Linked DNA regions of Gossypium hirsutum: regions 1, 2 and 3 are each linked to region 4. A link is a contact called in public Hi-C data. All regions are on one chromosome and are shown on one strand. The core of a region is the stretch at or near the end of the contact, and the rest is flanking DNA. Distances in the headings are between cores, read along the strand shown.

Evidence for each region. Hi-C and Micro-C count contacts between places; a contact is called where the count stands out from the background.
Region 1: a contact with region 4 is called in a Hi-C map of hypocotyl, with 2.2 times the contacts expected there. The contact joins the enhancer-like site here to the promoter of LOC107898212 in region 4. A contact is called at or near these places in 3 of 34 Hi-C or Micro-C datasets (hypocotyl and leaf).
Region 2: a contact with region 4 is called in a Hi-C map of leaf, with 1.6 times the contacts expected there. The contact joins the promoter of LOC107899402 here to the promoter of LOC107898212 in region 4. A contact is called at or near these places in 3 of 34 Hi-C or Micro-C datasets (callus and leaf).
Region 3: a Hi-C map of leaf shows a contact between it and region 4, with 2.0 times the contacts expected there. The contact joins the enhancer-like site here to the promoter of LOC107898212 in region 4. A contact is called at or near these places in 2 of 34 Hi-C or Micro-C datasets (hypocotyl and leaf).

The regions. Positions count from the first base shown.
Region 1 is chrD04:33,016,053-33,020,627 of Gossypium_hirsutum_v2.1, forward strand. No RefSeq gene overlaps it. Among protein-coding and RNA genes, the nearest start is that of LOC107898424, 2.9 kb to the left of the region's middle. Within about 2 kb of position 2,304, at least 2 of the 9 cell types and tissues checked have an H3K27ac peak or open chromatin away from gene starts, as enhancers often do. A contact at or near this core is called in hypocotyl and leaf, where this site is marked.
Region 2 is chrD04:32,600,782-32,605,923 of Gossypium_hirsutum_v2.1, forward strand. LOC107899402 (BEL1-like homeodomain protein 1) reads right to left here and starts at 1,739. Exons shown (of 7, transcript XM_041091301.1): 1 at 1,577-1,739; 2 at 1,241-1,288; 3 at 840-938; 4 at 1-707. The coding sequence starts at 653.
Region 3 is chrD04:32,732,535-32,737,322 of Gossypium_hirsutum_v2.1, forward strand. No RefSeq gene overlaps it. Among protein-coding and RNA genes, the nearest start is that of LOC121216441, 28 kb to the right of the region's middle. Within about 2 kb of position 2,912, at least 3 of the 9 cell types and tissues checked have an H3K27ac peak or open chromatin away from gene starts, as enhancers often do. A contact at or near this core is called in hypocotyl and leaf, where this site is marked.
Region 4 is chrD04:33,569,185-33,574,258 of Gossypium_hirsutum_v2.1, forward strand. LOC107898212 (2-Cys peroxiredoxin BAS1, chloroplastic) reads right to left here and starts at 2,800. Exons shown (of 7, transcript XM_016823742.2): 1 at 2,334-2,800; 2 at 1,652-1,726; 3 at 1,454-1,535; 4 at 1,281-1,360. The coding sequence starts at 2,537.

The sequences.
Region 1 (4,575 bases), core at 1,054-3,553, 550 kb before region 4:
AGGAAAACTAAATTTAAACATATAAATAGATAATATAAACAAGACTAGATGCACTACAATTATTTATCATGGTTTTATTATCATTTGTGAGTTAGTATTGAGTTGACTTGTGACACCAACTTGATATTTCTATAATTATAGAAATACTCACGAATTGTATAACTTATTTTAATTACAAAATGACATTTCTATAATTTTTCTAACCGAATTGATAATTTGGTTGAGGTTGGCACCAACTTGATAAAACACTTAATAAATAGTATAGATATACAACCGATGGTGATAATAAATTATGCATATTAAAAAAATGTATAAAAATGATTAAAATGTATAAAAATGATTAAAATGAAGTTATAGTTGGGTGGTAAATTTAGAATTTTATTAGTCCAAATTATGGGAGTTCAAATCTCATCATAAGCGTATTTGTTTTTGTTAAAATAAAAAGATTAAAATACCCTCAAATAGTATAACCTATTTTAAATATAGAAAAGTATTGTCGTAATTTTTTCAAATAGTATAACGTTAAATGAATCTCTCTCTATATTAGCTTTCCTTCTACTATTCAACATAGTTAAATTCAAATAAGATATTATTTACTTCCTATCTCTAATAAAGAAAATCTTTTTTTTTCTTTTTTATATTTTCATTACTTACCCATAACTATGTTTTCAACATTTATTGTAAATTTATGCCACTTACCTTAATTATAAATGTTGAACTAAACAATATAAACATCCAAGTTCAAAAAAAAAAAAATGGTACACAGCAAATTATTCACCAAATTTCAAAACCTCAAATCCAATTTCTGTTTATTACCAGTACCATGGATCTCCGTATTATAAGACATCCAATAAGGGGATGTCTATTGTTTCATATCTTGTCATAAGTTTTATTTTTATTTTTTAAAAATAAAGACTTAATTGTTAATGTCCTTTTATTTTCATATGTATCACTGGCAAAATATCTCTTTAAAAATACACCCCACTTCATTTTTTAAAATATAATTATTTCAGGATTGATATTGAGATTGCCCTCCCCAGTCCCCACCATCCTCAACCAAAACATGTTGAATTGGATATATTCGTACAGGACACCCACCAAGTTTATTTTTAAAAAGTTTTAATTTAGACGATTGGCTATGTCTTTTAGATAATTTTATTTTGATTGATTATTGTATTTTAATTATTTATTTGCGATTGTTTTGAAGGAAAAAAAAATTAAAAGGGCTTCCATCGTGAAATGAATGTGGCAGCCAAAAAAACAAAAGGATATAATTTTGTTTAAGGCCCCTCAATTTTTTAATTGTTTTCTAATTTAATACCTAATTTTAGGTTTCAATTTAATTGCTTTAATCCCTCAAGCATGTTTTAATTTGTGCAATTATATCCTTACATTTGTTCAATTGAGCCCCTAGGTGCATTAATGGTTTTATACAATTTGGGAAGTTGTAAACTTGTTACATATTACATTTTATTAATGCAAAATTGTTAAAATAAGACCCGTACAATTTTATTTCCATATTATCGAAATTGAACAAGAATGTTACATACTACATTTTACTAGTGTAATATATATTTTTCATGGTTTGACTAATATTAATTTTTTTTCCTTTGCAAAATTTTGCACTCTTTTTTGTTTTTATAAATCTGTAGGTTTGCATCTAATTCTTCTTTTAACTTTTCTAACTAATATATTAAAAATAATATATTAGGTAAATATATTTTTTATTATTGGTTTATCTCAAATGATTATTAATTCATTATTTTTAGATTTAATAAATAATATCCATAATGTTAATGGACTACTTCTCAAAATGTAATTTTATATTTTTATAAAACGCAACAACTTAAACTTGAAAAATTATATTTACTTTATATCTAATTTCTTTTAGATCTAATTGGTACCGAATATTGAAAATTGTAAATCAAATTTATATCTATTTTAAGTACTTGACTAGCTCTATTAACTTTTACAATTTCAACCTATATCATACCACTTGTCTTTTGGTAGCCAAAAATTGTTTTCTTGAACCAAGGAAGGTACGAAATGGTGTAAAATTTCTTTAACCAAATGAGATTTAACTACTAAACAAACAAATAATAGAGAAATGGAATAAAAATAAAGGAAACCACTGATGAGGAAAATGGGCTTAAATTTTGAAAAGAGAGGCAATAGAGAGCAACTTGGAGAGGTAGGGTTTTAAAAGAGGGTTAAGGGAAATGTAGATACACGTTGGAAGAGAACTCAAAAGGGATCCCCAAAAGAAAATGCCCATTTTGGTGACTTTTTGATGCTGAAAGAATGGCCTTCAAACATGATAGGCTTCGGATGGGCCACTTGCATTCTACCATTTAAGCATGATAGCCACTACCACCGTCAAACTGGCCCAAGAAAAAACCGACGATGATGACTTTTGGCGCCGGCAACAAAATATGGGATTGGAGAAAATAAAATCAAGAAGAAAGATTTTATTAATTAAAAATAAATTCTTTATTTAATTAAAAAAGGTTTAAGGTATAAAAAGCTCTCAATTTTTTCAGAAAAAGCAATTAAGCCCTTATTTTCTTGTTCACTCAATTAGGTACTTAAACTTTTAAAATGCATAAAAAATACCCTCAAACTTTAAAAAAAAAGCAATTAAGCCCCTATTTTTTTTTTGCACTCAATTGAGTATTTGAACTGTCAAAATGCATCAAAAAGTTCCTTTGACCGTTAACTTTACAGTTGATTGTTAAAGTTAACCACCCCTAATTTTTTTTTAGTTAAAGCCACTACGTGTCACAACTACAGCGTGACATGTGACAAAAAATTATAAATCAATAAAAGTTATAAAAATTATTAAATTTTAATAGAAAATATAAAAATATTAAAAATTAGAAAAAATAAGAAAAATATTATAAAATATTATAAAGTCGTAATAAAATTATAAAAATATAAAGAAATATAAAATTCGTAAAAAAAATTATAAAAATTATTGTACCAGAAGAAACATTTTATAATTTTCTATAACTTTTATTGATTTTTACTTTTATTATTTTTTGTCACATGTCACGTTGTGTTGCGACAAGTGATGGCTTTAACTAAAAAAAAATTGGGAGTCATTAACTTTAATGGTCAACGTTGAAAGTTAATGGTTAAAGGTAATTTTTTATGCATTTTATAATTTTTTATGATTTTTATGAAAATTTATAATTTTTATAATTTTTTTATGATTTCTATATTTTACAAAGTTAATGGTAAATTTTACCACTAAGTTGTAACACCCTTTACCTAACCAAACTGTCAAGTCTAGGTATCGGATGCTGCATTAACTAGATTTACCTAATAATTTTTTCTAATTCTAATTTAGGTACATACTTTAATGACTTAAATTTGAAAATCTAACTGAAATTTCAACTCTTATTAACTGGCAATGAATCTCTAAGACTTTAAGTCTAACGGATGTTTACAAACTTGGATAGTGGTTCAATAACATATATAGGCAACTTAAACCCTGAAGCAAGGCCTCTACGGGTGCCCCTCTATACATATGCACAGCGGCTACTCTTTGCTTAGCTCCTAGTAAAGTTTGTGTAACGACCTGATACTCAGGGTGTTGGATCGCCGGCACCCCTACGGCGCAGCGGAAAAATTTAATAATCGGCGACCCTAACCACGGATCCATGTGTGAGGGACGAATCGGGGTGAAAAGGGTTACGAAATTACCTAATGTTTGTTCTGAGTAGACAACAACTTCTCAACAATGTGTAGTCTGATCTACAATCGAACCAAGCCGCAATCTATTGAGACTCCGACCTCTACGTAATCCACCCAGTTGACTACGAATGGAAGAAATCCCCAAAACAGTTTTGAAAGTAATTTTTCTTTGACGGCTACTAGACCAAAAACAAAGAAAAACGGGATTCTTATATCCTATTATTTTAGGGTTTTTAGGAATTAAATAAATATAATAATATTTTAAACCGAAAATTATAATTACATTAATTATAATATAATTTCGGTAAACCATATATTTATTTGAATTCATATGCTAACCAAATTCATGTCCTCATTAAGCGTACAACAAACTTGAACATAATGTGTTGGAAATTTGATTATCGAATTAAATTAATTCTATAATTAATTTAATTCAAGCGAAACCCAAAAATAATACCAACTATGGTTTATTCCGTTCATTTCAACTATAGGATGTGACCCTGTAGGTTCCTGTAACGTTAGCAGTAATACTAGAACGATTCCAATGTTACAAACAATGAGTGGCATCTAGCAATGCATCATTGCTACCTAAGTCACAAGAGATCATGATTCGACATAACCTTTTTTTTTATGATTAACCTTTTATGCAATAATCCTTAAGTCTTTTATCTCTGGATTGGACACAAGTCATGGAATAGTCACACTTGTATAGTCCATTACATGTTCCTTGATACCTTAAGCAGACTACAATATACAAATAAGTATGACATCTCATATCAACTTATTTGAGCATGGCCATACATTTCTAGTCTCACTTAATCAAGTGGCCCAACATATTACTCCCATTATGTAGGAGGGACTTATTCTATATCGACCAAC
Region 2 (5,142 bases), core at 489-2,988, 970 kb before region 4:
GCCTCCCCACCACCAGAGCCATCCCCGGCCACCACCGACGACTCTCCCATAGCCTTACTACTGCTATTGCTATGATTATTTCCACCACCACCCTTCTTAGCCAATAATTCACTCTTTGTAATCCCAGTAGTGTTAACATTAACAACCTCATCAAGAAGCTCTTGAGCAGCCTTCAAGTATTTAGAGCTCAAAAACACACTTTGCACACCCGACACCCTATCGTGCACGCCTGAACCCGAAGAAGCCGACCCGCCTGAAACTGCTTGAGCCTGGGATCCATAACCCGGCTGCTGCTGGGAAGAAAGGGTCAAAGAGAGTCCTTGTTGAGCGCGAGGAGTTTCACGCGCCGATCCGGAAGGGTCAATAGGGTTGTACATGTTGTAATGGACGCGCTGGACGAGGCCATGCAAGGGGGAGATATCGTGTGAGGTAGGGCCTTGATTGGCAGCTGAGGTAGCGGGGAGGGGGATGCCGACGAGTTGCTGAGTTTGGGGCGGAGAGAGGGAGTTAGGGTTGAAGAAAAGGAGGTTGCTGGCCGGGGGTGGTGGAGGGGTATCGGAATACTGAACATAGGCAGGGTTCATAAGTACAAGGGTTTGAAGGCCGTCAGTACTTGCTTGGATTTCAGGGTTCCCATGAAAGTACGTCGCCATCGTATGTTGTTTTCTTTGCTTAATTCTAATATTGTTTTCTACTTTTTCTCTTCACTGAAAAGATCAAAGAAACACCAAATTTATTATTATTATTATTATTATTATTATACTACTTTCATAATCACAAGCACTAGAAAAAGAAAAAAAATTCATCCATAACATCAATAAAGTCTAAACATGTTTTACCTTATTCTCCAGAATAAATCCCCAGACTTTAAATCAACCCATTCCAGAACTTTCTGGGAAAAATGGGGTATTGATGATCTTGGGATGATCAAGTGGATCCTGAGAATTCAGTGGAAAGGAAAGGAGTGATAATCCTCCACAATTAATATATGTATATAAGTAAATATGATTGGCTGGCTCGTCAAGGTTTGGGAACAAGTCTAGAGCTTGAAGACATGGGAATAATAGGAGGAGAAGATGAAGAAAAGGATGAGGGTGAGGGAAGGAAAAAAAGGGAGTATAGGGGAGAAAGTTTTAGTGTTTATATAAAGATAAGAGAGAGAAGGCTGAAATACAGAGATTGAAACAGAGAGAGAGAGAGGGAGAGAATTGATTATAGTAACAGTTAATAAGATTTGTACCTGGTGTGATGGTAATTTGAGTATACACGTGCTTCATCATCATCTTCACTGCAAAATAGAACTTTAAAAAATAATTAAAATTTTGACAAGTAAAAGCTAATATAGTTATAGCTAAAATACCATATAATTTAAATAAACAGAAAGAGATATGATGTATCTATCTGTGGAATTTATGATTTTTTTTTAATGATCTATCAGTAAGTTAGTCCTTTATTGTCAGACTCAATATCTCTGCAACTCCCCCCCCCAATTGAAACCGGAAAAAGTAAAAGTATCAGAGAGATTAATGGGTGACCTTCAATTACTCTTTAATGGGTTTTTAATTAGGTGAAGTACCTGCAAATACAACAAAACAAAGGGAACTTGTGTGATTTGACCCTCCCTTTTCATAAACTATACAAACCAACCACTCTTTTCTTTTTTCTTCTTCTGTGAAAGAAAAAAAAGGAGTGGAGATATGATATGTGTATATATCAAGCTGTTTTCATAAATAATAATTGACACAAGATTTGAAAAAATGTCTCCTTTCACACTGTAAGCTTAATTAAAATAAAAATAAAAAAGAAAATTATGGTAATCATAATAATAATACAAGAAAAAAGAAGAGAAGATGATGAGAGAGGGTAGAAGAGGGTCCTACTCCTCAATTCATACATTAAATATCTCTTTGTCTTTTTTCGTTTTTCACTTTATTTTTTTTTCTCTCTTTTTACATAATTTTGGGGCTAATATTTTTGTGGTTGGATGCCAGTGTTTGAAGATAAAGCAATTAAATTGCCAAGGAACACAGAACCAACCGCCATAACACCTACTTTAATGCTTCAAAAAATGAAATAAATACTAGTAGAGTACATGTATACACTTCATAATTTAATTTCTATTTTTTTCACAAATTTAATTTAATTTCTATCTTTTTTACAAATTTAAAGAATACCCATTGTTTATCTGCATGAGAATTTTGAATTTAATACATATATATATATGAAACCTACCAAAAAGTAAACTGTTTTGATCTGTGAAACAAAACAAAAAACAGTGGGGTCCTAATCAAATGCATGAATGTGTGAATTTGAATCAAGTGCTCCCTAACTGTGTAGGGCCAAATTGAGTTTCTCTCATACCATCCCTAACCCTTCACCAAAACTGTACTACAAAATTACATAAAACAAGAAATCTACTACTAAATTTACACTTTCTGACTTCAAACTTCTTTATTTCTCTCCCAAAATTTGAAATTTTTTAATATATTCCTAAAAACCAAATAAACTTAAAAAAAAATCAAGGTGACTGACAGACAGTAATTGGTATATATAATTAAAAGGAAAAGAATAGTTTGACCAGAGAAAAATGGTGAAGTGCAACAAGACATTGGATACTCATACATAAATTTAGCTTTTTAACATTTATTTTTTATGGGTTATTTTGATCTTTTATTTTTGAAATTTAGTTAAATTATTCGTTTTTTATTAAAAAAATTACTGAATTATTAAAATATTAATGGTATTGATGTGACAATTTATTTAAAATTTTATCTATAAAATGGATAAAATTTTAAAAAATTTACAAACTTTTTTAAATTTTGTTAATTTTTAAATATTTTTATTTTTTAAAATTTTTATGATTTATAAGATGGATTGACATATTAGTGGTCATATTAATACCATTAAAATTTTAACAGTTCAGTAATTTTTTTTTGTCCAAAAATAAATAAGTTAACTAAATTTTAAAAATTGAAGGTTAAAATGATAAAAGAAAAAAAAAGAATAATAGTTCGTATTTAAACTTTTATATTAATTATATAATATTGAATTAATTAACTCTTTGAACAAGAGAAGAGACATTGCAATCACCATCACGGTAACACATTCTCTGATCAAATTAAAGTCATCTTAATTATTAATAATAAGCTAGAGTTCCTAGGATTCTCGCCCCCAATGAAAAGCTTTTCACTTTTAATTGTCAGCTCAGGTAGTGAAAGATCATTAACTTTAACATTCACTGCCATAAAAAGTAAGCTCATCAATTGAAAACTCACCTGAAAGAGAACCCATATCTCTCATGTCGTCAGTCAACTATAAAACTACTTACCCTCAATTTTCTCATTGGCTTAAAAGAGTTGCAACTTTCTATACTTTGTTTTTTCAAAAAAAGAAAATACAGTATAAAATTCATGTTTTTTTTTTACTGCCCGCTGTACTTAAACGAGAAATTCATGCAGTACAATTTTGAGAAGTCTCCTTTCATCCAATTCTGGGCGTAAGTGTACAATCACGTTCTTGCCTTTAGAACAACGTCAAATTTAGTGCATGTGAAATTAAATACTGGTTCAGAGTTGGAATTCAGGAGTTGTATTATCAATTCTTTCACCATTCCATTGTGGTTCATTTTGACCTAATTAAATTACTTTTATCATTGAAAGTTTATGCATTCTGCCGCTTTTTTTTTTCTTCTATTGTTTTTAAGTAAGATCTACTTATCACCTCAAAACTAAACTTATTTTGAGTGAAATTTTTTATGGTACCTTCCAAAAAGTGAAATTTGCTGTTTTTCGCGGTTCAAAAATAGTTAAAAGATCACTAACTGTCTCATTTATTTAATTTTCTTTAATTATCAATTAAGGATATATGATAATTTTTTTAACTTTGTTTCTAAAATTTTTAAAAAAAATCTCGGCAATATATCAAATAATTATTGTTAAGGAATTGTTAAATCACTTTTTTTTTATAATTGAGGGAGGGGAATATAGTTGCTTAGAATCGAAACCAAACTCTCATGCCTACAACATATTACTCTTGCCACTAAACCAAAAGATTATTGTCTTAAATCACTTTTTAAAAAGTCATGTTCCAACATATTTAAAATTCAAATAACTACATTTGCAACTCATTCTCTATTAAAAATCTCATTATTCTCAAAAGTCTCAAAACTTAACTAGAACTTTAATCATTTAACTTATTTTCAAGCACCGCTACCTGCTCAAGCTCAAAGTTTTAATTAAATTTTGAGAGGATTTAAATAAAATATTAGACTCGTTTAAAATATAATTTAATTTGTGCTCCAATATTTGGGCCCAACTCATTTTGAAATATGATATTATAGTATATTATTTTTATATATTATGCATTTATGTCATATAAAAATTATATTTTTAATAATATAATATATAATACTATAATGTAAATATTAAAAAAATATTAAATTATTTATATTTAAAATTTAATGAAAGAGAAAATATTAAAATATTAAATATTAAATTAAAAATACGACGCGGGTGAATTAATCATCTATAAATGAGTGGTGAATTATACTAATATCATAAATTATATAATATATATAAATATATAAGCCAGTCTGCCCTGGCCTATGTTGACCCAATTTTCTTTTAATTTCCTGACAGATTTTTTTGGTTGTTATTTTCCATCTTCTTCAACTTATTCTTTTAAAAAAAAGTTTGCTAGCACTTCAAAGTTAAGTCGCTATTAGCTCCATTTATATAAATATACTTAATTAAATAAATTATTTAATTGAGTTGGGTTTGACTATCAGAGTACATCGTCGTACGGATGAGCTTCCTTGATGGAATCTATGGGACTGCAAACACATGACAGTGGTGTACATCACATCACATCAAACTAACCTCCATTCTTTTTTGGTTAAAAACGTTTTATCAATATATTTTTCTATGATGATGCAAAGCTTACATGAGAGGCATGAAATTCAAATGGTTGTCTTTTTATTATAGTTTACATATATAATTTTATTCTGTTAAAGTTATACGATTCAAATTCTTATTAAATAATATAAGAGATTGTTTGTAAGTTAAATTAAATAAAATATATTTTCTTTCTAGAATATTTAGTATTTATTAGTATAATATATTTATCATTTATTAGCACAATTTA
Region 3 (4,788 bases), core at 1,662-4,161, 840 kb before region 4:
AACAAACAAAGTAGAATTAACCCTAAATCTTCTTTATCATACTGAACCTTCATGGCCTCTAAGTCCGAGTTAATTTCTTTAAACACAGTTAAGTGTTCGAGCATAGACAGACCTTCCTCCAAACGATGAGAATAAAGATGTTGCTTCAGATGCAACTTCCTACTTAGGGTTTTCAACATGCATAGTTGTTGTAGCTTTGCCCATTATGCAGCGACGGTCTTCTTCTTTAACACGTCCTGTAAAATTTGATTCAACAAATGCAGATGTAATTGCTTTAAAGCCTTTTGATCTTTACACTTCTTCTCTTCATTTGTCAATTTCGAAGGCATTTTATCTAACCATAACAGGGCATCCTCCAAATCCATTTGCGCAAGAACTGTCTGCATATTTACTTGCCACAATGCGAATCTGGTGTTGTGATCCAATAATGGAATATCATACTTCATTGTCGCTATTACCGTGATCGAGATAAATAACTCGAAAGATCTGATACCGGTTTATTATAATAAATGTCGATAATGGCAATAGAATGATCGCAAAAATAAAAAAAAATAAGAACACACAGATTTTACGTGGAAACCCTTTTAGGAAAAGAAACCACAGACAAAGGAGAAGGAATTCACTAATGTTGTAAAACAAATGATACAAGAGGAGTTTCGACTACATCTATTTAAATGTTGAAAATTTTTATTCTAATTAATGTCAAATAAAAGAAGTGTAGTTCTATATGGACTCTACTAGTGCAACATGGTTCATACTGAGGGGCCTTAGGCCCTAACACCCCCAGTTGGGGATCTATTGGGCTATGGCCTCGAGCATTCGACCTTTGGCCTTAAGCCCTACACAAATCTCCTTATTTCCACTATATTTTATTTCTTTAACAAGGATTTGAGTCACACAACTCTAACAGGTGCAAACCACATAATAATATGTTTTAAATGGAAGTAATATGATGTATATCATCCTAACATAGTTCCAATAATTGAAAATAAATTATAAAATAAAATCTTAAAATATACTAACATAGCAATTGAAAGTCCATTAAATAGATTCGTTATGCAAACCTTTTACATAATCTTTTTTCATGTTATCTGGAATTGAGAAAAGATAGTTAATTTTACAAATACATAAGAGGTAACGACATCGAAAAGAAAGAGAGAGAGAAACAATAGAAAATAAATACAATATGTAAATAATATATTATATAGATGATTAAATATGCATATAAAAATAAAATAAAATAAAAATTTACTTGCAAAAAATCTATTGAAGTAATAGAGAGAATCAAGTTATAGGAAAGAGAAAGGAGACTAGCTTCTTTTTTTTAATGTTTATTAAGACTAATACCCTAAACCAATATAAAATAGAGTTAAATTTGTCTTAATATATTTTTTAACTTTCCAATATATATAGAGAAATAACTTTCTCGCCTTTTATCATGAGAATAACATTATTACGTTTATGGAAAGAAGCTCCCACAGAAAAGATTCCAAAGAAAGTAAAAATAATTGACAAACTAAACGTTGAAACCATTTTCCAACTGATTAATTTTTTAAAAAAGTGATCACTTTTATCATATTAAATCTTACCTTAGAGAAGGAAACCAAAGTCAATACCTTAATTTCATGGGCACTCATCTCTTACCTTTCTCAACAAACGTGGTCTTAGACAAATAATTCACCCTTTCCAGAAGTTCAAATCTAAATTTTTGTTTCATCTTTTACCACCATTATATTTATTGAGTGTTTAACATTGTTGTCAAAAAGTGCTTTTGTGAAATAAAATATCTATTTTAGACATGTTATTATCAAGCAACAAATATGTATTTAAATAATATTTAAATTAGTTAATATTATTATATTTTAGTAAGAATATACAAAAATTATTATAGCTTGTTGTTAATATTTTAATATATGAAATATAAATTTTAAATATTTTTAAGCAATAAATATTAATTATTTATAAAATTTAATTAGAATATATAAACTATATTTTAAATATTTAAATATAACCATTAAATATTTGTAATTAGTATTTTAAAAAATATTTTTTATTTTTAATTAATGATTTTAACACATTTGTAATTAAGCACCAAGAAAAAAATGAAAGTACTATGTTATTGGAGGGGTGAAAAAGTAATTAAGCACCAAAAATATTTTTAAGAAAGGAAAAACTAAAATTTTTGGCTTCTCCTTTTCAGAAGTGCTTTTGAAAAGTACTTCTAAAAAGCTAAAAATTTCAGCCTAAAGCAGTTTGTTCTGCACAACTTTTTTTTAAAAGTATTTTTGGAGTCAGAAATACTTTTTCTAAATAATGAAAAATTGACCTTTAATCTCTTATATGTTCATGAAAGTAAGTTTATAATAGTAATAGTATATGTTGTTATGAATTTGATAAAATTTTTATGAATTTTTTAATGTAATCTTAATCTTAGTTTAATGACTAATTTTTATATTTTATATTAAATTTAAATAAAAAATTATTAAACATAGATCAAATAAAATGACAAAAATATTTAAAAACAAAACTCAACCTCAAACAAATAAAAGGTTAAAGTAATTTAGTACGTGTCGGGGGAGAGACAGTTAAAAGTGAGGACGAGGAGAGCCGGCGGCAGGGCGTCCATCCGACGTACGTGCAATTCCCTGTACCGTAAAAGCAATTTACTTTGGGATTATTATTATTATTATTTATAAATTATTTACTTGAGAAATAAATAAATAAAGAATAGTTAATGACTGTACACATGTCAAAATATAATAGACTTCTAAAAATATTTGCAAATTGTTTTTTGTTTCTAGCGTTAAAGAGGATTCGCCTCGACCCTTGTGGGCCCCACCACCTAATCCTCTCTTTCTCTCTACAATAATAATAAAGCATAAGAGGGGGCGTGTAATTGGAGATATAAAGGGGTCCCAGCTGTTGGAGAAAGTCAAGAAAGCAGCCAATGAGAGGAAGGGGAGAGCTAAGACTGTGTCTGCCTTTTTCTTAAATTTAATTAATGAATGCTTGGAGAGTTTGAGTTGATTGAAAAAGCCTTCCCCCCATGTGTCTATTTTTATTTAAACTTCAACTGCCTACTTGTCTGTTTTTTTATTACAGACGTGTCTTTTCTTGCTTCATCTGGCCAAATTGCCCCCCTTCCTCTGCTTACCTCGCTCTCAACTCAATCCCCTTCCCTTAAAATGACTCTTTTACACTACCCGGTTCCCACATTTAATTATAACTTCTTTTATGAATTTATTGGTGATGGTTAAACACATATACCAAAACCAATTCAACGAGTTTTAATTCGGTGGGTGAGTATATGAGCTTAATATGTTGAAGTGTATTTATTATTTTATTTAAAAAATTTTAGAAGTGTTATAGATGATATTAAATATTATATAAAAAATTAATAAATAAAATACATAATATTAAATTTAGCTATTAACATTTATATCTTTTTTTTAATTTAGCTAAATTTAACTTTTAATATTTTAAAAAGAATTAAAGTTAACCATTAGTCTTTTGAAAAATAGTCAAATTTATTTCTAATAAAAATGCCGGCTAAAATATTAAATTTCAAACATAGCAACTCATGTTTATTTTATGTATTTTTTTAAATTTTATGAACTTTTTATATATTTTTTTAAAATTTGATTTTTAATATCTTTTTACAATTTTTAAATTATTTGTAACTATGAAGTGCAAGCGAATTGTCACGTCGGTTGTCACACCAATATTTTTAAAAACTAATGTTTTAATCAACATTTTTAAAAAAAAAAACTATTTAATTGTTTTGAAAGGTTAGTGTTTAAATTGAGCTAAAAATAGAATAATAACTAAATTGATAGAACATGTAAACATTGAAGGATAAATATATCATTATACCTAAAAAAATATTGATAGATTTTTCAGTGCACAATCATAAATTTAGCCAATTATTTTTTTTACCAAGGTAAACACATTTTCTTAATTGTTTCATCATTCTTCTTAATTTTATATGCTTGATTCCTATGTTTTTGCAATTTACATTCATTTTCTATTAAAGAGGACTTTTGGATTTTGATGATTCTTGAAAGATTTTTAGAAGAAATTCAATGTTTTCAAGTCCTTAAAATGTCATTAAACTTTTAAGAAGTGGATTTTTGCATTATTTGAACAATTTCTCTATTTTTCTCTCTATTCATGTTATTTTTTGTTCTAGTGTTAAAGAGTTTCGATTTTGAGTTTTCTTGATGAGTTTAAGTGTAATGACCCGAATTCCAGTAGTATCAAAAAATATAGTTTGGAATCCCATTTTCATAAGCCAAGTCCGTAAATATAAATAGGAATATTTACGGAGTTAATATAAAAATATATTGAAATTCTATTAAGCAATTTAGCCGAAAAATTAGTTAATTAAAGCTCATGGACTAAATTGTAAAAGTCCAATCGTCATTGAGTTTTAATTGAAAAAAGGCTTGGGGACTTAGATAGCAATTGACCAAAGGACTAAAATGGTTAATAAATCAATTTTAGTTAGTGGATAGTGGATGATGACGATTTTTTTCCATTAAACTTAATTAATAACTAACTAATGTATATTAATTCATTAATTAAACTAATTAATTAAGATTAAACTAAACTTAATCTAAGTATAAAAACTAAATAAGAGGATGAAACCACCATTGTCTTCATTCTTCTCACCATCCACCATTGTTAGAAACAAAGAAAGCTTCCTACTTCTCTTAAGCATTCAACAAAAAATCTAACAAGGTAACCAAACCTTTTTCTTGTAAATTTTTATAGATTTATTATCATGGG
Region 4 (5,074 bases), core at 1,550-4,049:
ATAAACATAAATATTATCTAGATTCCAAGATAAAAATAAAGATGCAAAGCATCAACTGCAAACATGCAAAACCAACTAAAAATAATAGATAAGAAGGGAAGCAGCACTAATGGTAAAATTACACAACTTTAAGATAGTTTTAAGTAACAGATACTAAATTGTTGCAGATCACTAATATGTTGTTGATTGCAGAATTTTTTTCGCAACTAGAACACAAACATTTTCCATTGATTTTCATTTCCTATTAACCACCTCTCTTTGTCCGGTCTAAAATGCTTGCTACCATGATGTAGCATTTCACCAAGGTAAAAAGCCAAAAGCTTAGCATTTCATCAAGGCTGCACAAATCTTCGAGACTTGCAGACAAAAAATATAGTGTATAAAACATAAGAATATAGATAAAACAATTACTTCACGAAATTTAGAGTGCAGTATGGTAGCAACAAATCTTAACGAGGAAAATGGTATTCAGAACACCACTGCTTGGCCAGATAGAAACATTGATCTCTATAAATTTATACAACTTTCCAGAAGAGTTTGAGTCAAAAGTAAGAGTCTTTGTAAAGGGTGACCGAATATACTTGTTTATTCAAGCCCCAAAAATTCATCCTCAGCTAAATTCTCCACACCCTAATTCTTTCTTTTATTTCTGATTTCGTTTACTTCTTTTATAATTTAACTCTAGTTCGGATTCTTATTGATTTCAGGTTTTTCAATTTGGCATCTAGGATTTGCATTCAATACCGAATTATATATGTACTCCATTCCAAATCCGGATTCTTCTTCCTTGATCCTTCTTTTTTATTTTTTTTAGTTCTTTTTTCTTTTCACTCTTAATTAGAAATTTGACTTACTTTTCCTTGTTAATTCCAGATCTGAACCGAAGCATCAATTTCAAACCAAATCAAGACTAAACCCTAAAACTAGAATTTAAATCTTGAGATTCCATATCATCTTTGATAGGACAATGGCAACTTGATGTCTTTATTTTGGATGTGTCTTTTTGCCTTGAATAAATTTATGCTGCATTTGGTGGTTGAGTTATCTTTTACCTTGTGTTTGACTAATTTTTAGGATACATGGTCATAGAGATTTGCAATTTTGCATTGCTTATATCATCACTGTAGTGGGTCTAAGACAAAATGAACCTGCAAACTACGTAAGGCTACAATGAAGACGTAAGCATACCTTTAAGAATCTTCTGCGACTGAAGGAAACTACTAAACTTTAATATAGGCAGAGAGGTATAAACATTTTTTGCTATAAACCAAGGAACTTACCACACTGTCAATAGAAACACCTAATATTTCGGTGTTTAGCTTCTCAAATTCTTCATAGCGGTCACTGAAAGCAGTAATCTCTGCAAGCAGGAAGCATTTTAGGAGGTGAAAGTAAGAATGAGACTCTAATATCATAGAAAACTATTAGGCTAGTTGTTCAGAGTGAAAGACACCTGTGGGGCAAACAAATGTGAAGTCCAACGGGTAAAAGAAGAGAATCACATATTTCTTCCCAATGTATTCAGAGAGCTTGACCTGAAAGAATAATGCATAGTTCAGAATAGAATTGGAAAAAACATATGTAATCATAACAAAAGAGGGAAAATTTTATTTAAGTGCCTATACTTGAGAACAATATCCACATAAGATACCTTAATGAACTCCTGGTCAAAGACGGCCTCAGCCTCAAAATCAGGGGCAGGATTTCCCACCAGTGGAAGCTCACTCTGAAAGAGATGATCGAAATATGAAACCGAATCATACATGAGAAATTATGTGGATAAAGAAATAGTTCACCATCAAAACATTCAGAATTCGTTTAGAATAAACATATCTCAAAACTAATTCTGAATTTCACTTAACATAATTTGCTCCTCTTTCTTCTTTTTCCTTTCTCCAAAAAGCTAAAATGTTTATTGAAAACAAACTAATTCATTTTAAACTAAATGATATAGATATCCATTTTCATTTGGAGCCCCCAACAAAACTCACCAAATGGAGTTAGCTTTGGCTTCCTATTTTGCCTTTACAATGGAGTCATAGACCCACATTTGCCGCGCTATTCCTTGGCAACACTAATTTTTTCCATCTTTGCATTAAAATCGAAACCAGATCCAAATTCCACACTCTGAATACATTCTAATAAAATCCTTTGCAAAAATAACTAAAGCCCAGAGACATCCTAATACATTATGTTTACAATTGTTGATATTAATAAAAGAAAGTAATTAAAACAAAGTAAACGTCACATTCCCTTTCCAGTCTAAATTCAACCATTTAAAAATTAGTAGAAACATGAAAAGAAAAAGCGAAATGGAGAAGAGAAAAACATACGGTGGCTTTGACGACGAAAGACTTGCGAGAAGGGGAGGCGCGGGAGAGGGAAAAGGAGGCGGGACGAGAAAGGAGAGGGGCAGGGAGACCAGTGAAGGGATTGGGGAGAGAAAGGGATTGGGAGAAGGGCTTGGAATTGGAGGAGAAAGCCCTTGGCTTAGAGGAGATGAGAGCCGCGGCCGATGAAGTAGCTGAGCAAGCCATCTCTCTCACTCGCTCACAGTTTGCAGTGAAAGAGAATATGGGCGAAGGATAAATGAAATAGCAGAGGGGAGTGGATAAGAAGATAAATAAGTGGACAGTTTGGGTTTGATCAGTGATGGGGGGGGGGGGGGGTTTATATTTGTTGCCTTACCCACTCACTCCTCACTCCACACATTTTGGTCTGTGAACTCAGGCCGAGCTTACACAACCTCATTTTGCCTTCGTTTTCTTTTACATTTGGGCTCTTAGCCCAATTTACCAACTTCTTCCTCAAACACACACAGGAAATATATAAAATCAACTTTGCATAATAATTAAACATGTTTAGTAGTGCTTAAAAAAACACTTTTAACTTACAAAGTGTTTTTGGAAGAAAAATTGTTGCTGAAATTTGTAGCTTTTTAAAATTACTTTTGAAAATAAGAAGTTAAAATTTTTAGTTTTTCATCTTCCGAAAGCACTTTTGGTGCTTACTTTTTCACCCTTTCAACAACATAGTATTTTCTCTTTCTTTTTTTCTTGGTACTTAATTATAAATGTGTTAAAATAATTAATTAAAAATAAAAAAATATTTTTTAAAATGATACAAATGTGTTAATATCTCATTACAAATATTTAATAGTTATATTTAAATATTTAAAATATAGTTTATATATTCGAATTAAATTGTATAAATAATTAATATTTATTGCTCAAAAATATTTAAAATTTATATTTCATATATTAAAATATTATAATAATTTTTTATATTATTACTAAAATATAATAATATTAACTAATTTGAACATTATTTAAATGCATATTTGATACTTGATAATATCATATTTAAAATGGATATTTTATTTCCCAAAAGTACTTTTTAGAGCAATGCTAAACACTCAAATCTTAAACCAAACTTTTAAAAAGTAAATCTCAAAAACATTTTTCCACTACACTTTTTTAAAAATACTTTTCAAAAGCATGGCTAAACTAACCCTAATTCTTCAATATTATTAGGACTTTGTGGCGTATCATTTGAAAAAGCTTACGTGGCCTATCATTATTCCATCCTCGTGATCAACTTGGGCATATCCAAAACATTATATGGGATTCTATTGCTTGGATTAAAATGCTATATTCTTCTAAGTAAGTCTAGTATCTTGGACTGATATAAAGACACGATGTAACTGGTGTTCTAATAATTGTTGAGTCCTGTAAAAGAATCTGTCAAGAATAACATCCGTTGAATATCATTCTGAGGAGTACATTCAACTACCTTCTGCAAAGAAAGTGTGTAATGAGATTTGAATTATAGGGTGAAGCATGTGATCCATCAATTGGGCGAAATGTGTAAAAGGTGGTTAATTGTAGAGGTTGGCACATAGCTATCCACCAACTAAGAACTAGAAAAGTATTCGCCAAAGTCTAAGAAAGAACCCAAACCCTTGAGTTGAAATATTCTACGACCTCGTAAAAAGGTAATAATGAGTAAGACTCACTAAGTTCCTTTGAACTTATATGTGTCTTTTGGTAAGCAAGTTTGAGAATTAAACTAGTGCGCTAGGAAGGACCAAGCCAGGGATGCGCCATGGTGGTAGAGAGACATTCATAGAATATGTTTTTCAAATGACAAGTACGTAGTAATATACGCTATGAATATGTCTATCAAACACTTTGTTTTAAGGTTTTATTTTAACTTTGAAGTTTGTAACAAACTATAAATATATTACTCAAACCAATTGACTTAGAAAAAATTTTAAAAAGATAACTAGTACTTTCAATATAGCTTTCGTAGATTGTAAAATTTTGCTAAGTATGTAAATATCATGACAACTTACATTTGAATCCGTTAAATCAAGTCAGATATCGAGTGTTACAACAAACTTTAATTACATCATATTATCTTACAGTTGATTGTAACTTATCCACTGCTTTCTTCATTGTTTTAACATCCTTCACCCTAATTCATTCTAGAGCTGCTCATGGGCCAGGCCAGGCCTAGAAAAAAATTTCGGCCCGGCCCGAAATATGGGCCTAGAATTTTTCCCAGGCCCAGCCCGGGAAAAAATTCATAAGCCCGGGCCCGGCCCGTTTTTTAAATAAATACCAAAAATTTATTTTAAAATTAAAAAAAAATTAAAAATGTATTTTAAAAAAATTTTAAAATTAAAAAAATTTTTAAAAAAAATTTTAAAAGTATTTTAAAATTAAAAAAATTAAAAAATTAAAATATTTATTATATTCGGGCCGGGCCGGGCCGGGCTCGGGCCAAAAAAGTGGTGCCCGAGGCCCGGCCCGTTTTTTAATCGGGCCTCATTTTTTTGCCCAAGCCCATATTTTGGGCGGGCCGTCGGGCCGGGCCGCCCGGCCCATGAGCACCTCTAATTCATTCTAACTTTGCATATATATCTTTTATTTAAATTACATATTGCCCATCCACAATGAAAGTAAATAGACAAGACACAAGCACGAAATCGTGGATGTAAAGAATTGCAAGTTTTATATATTATACCACGTACAAAAGGGTAGGGGTGAGCAAAACTCGATTTGACTCGAAA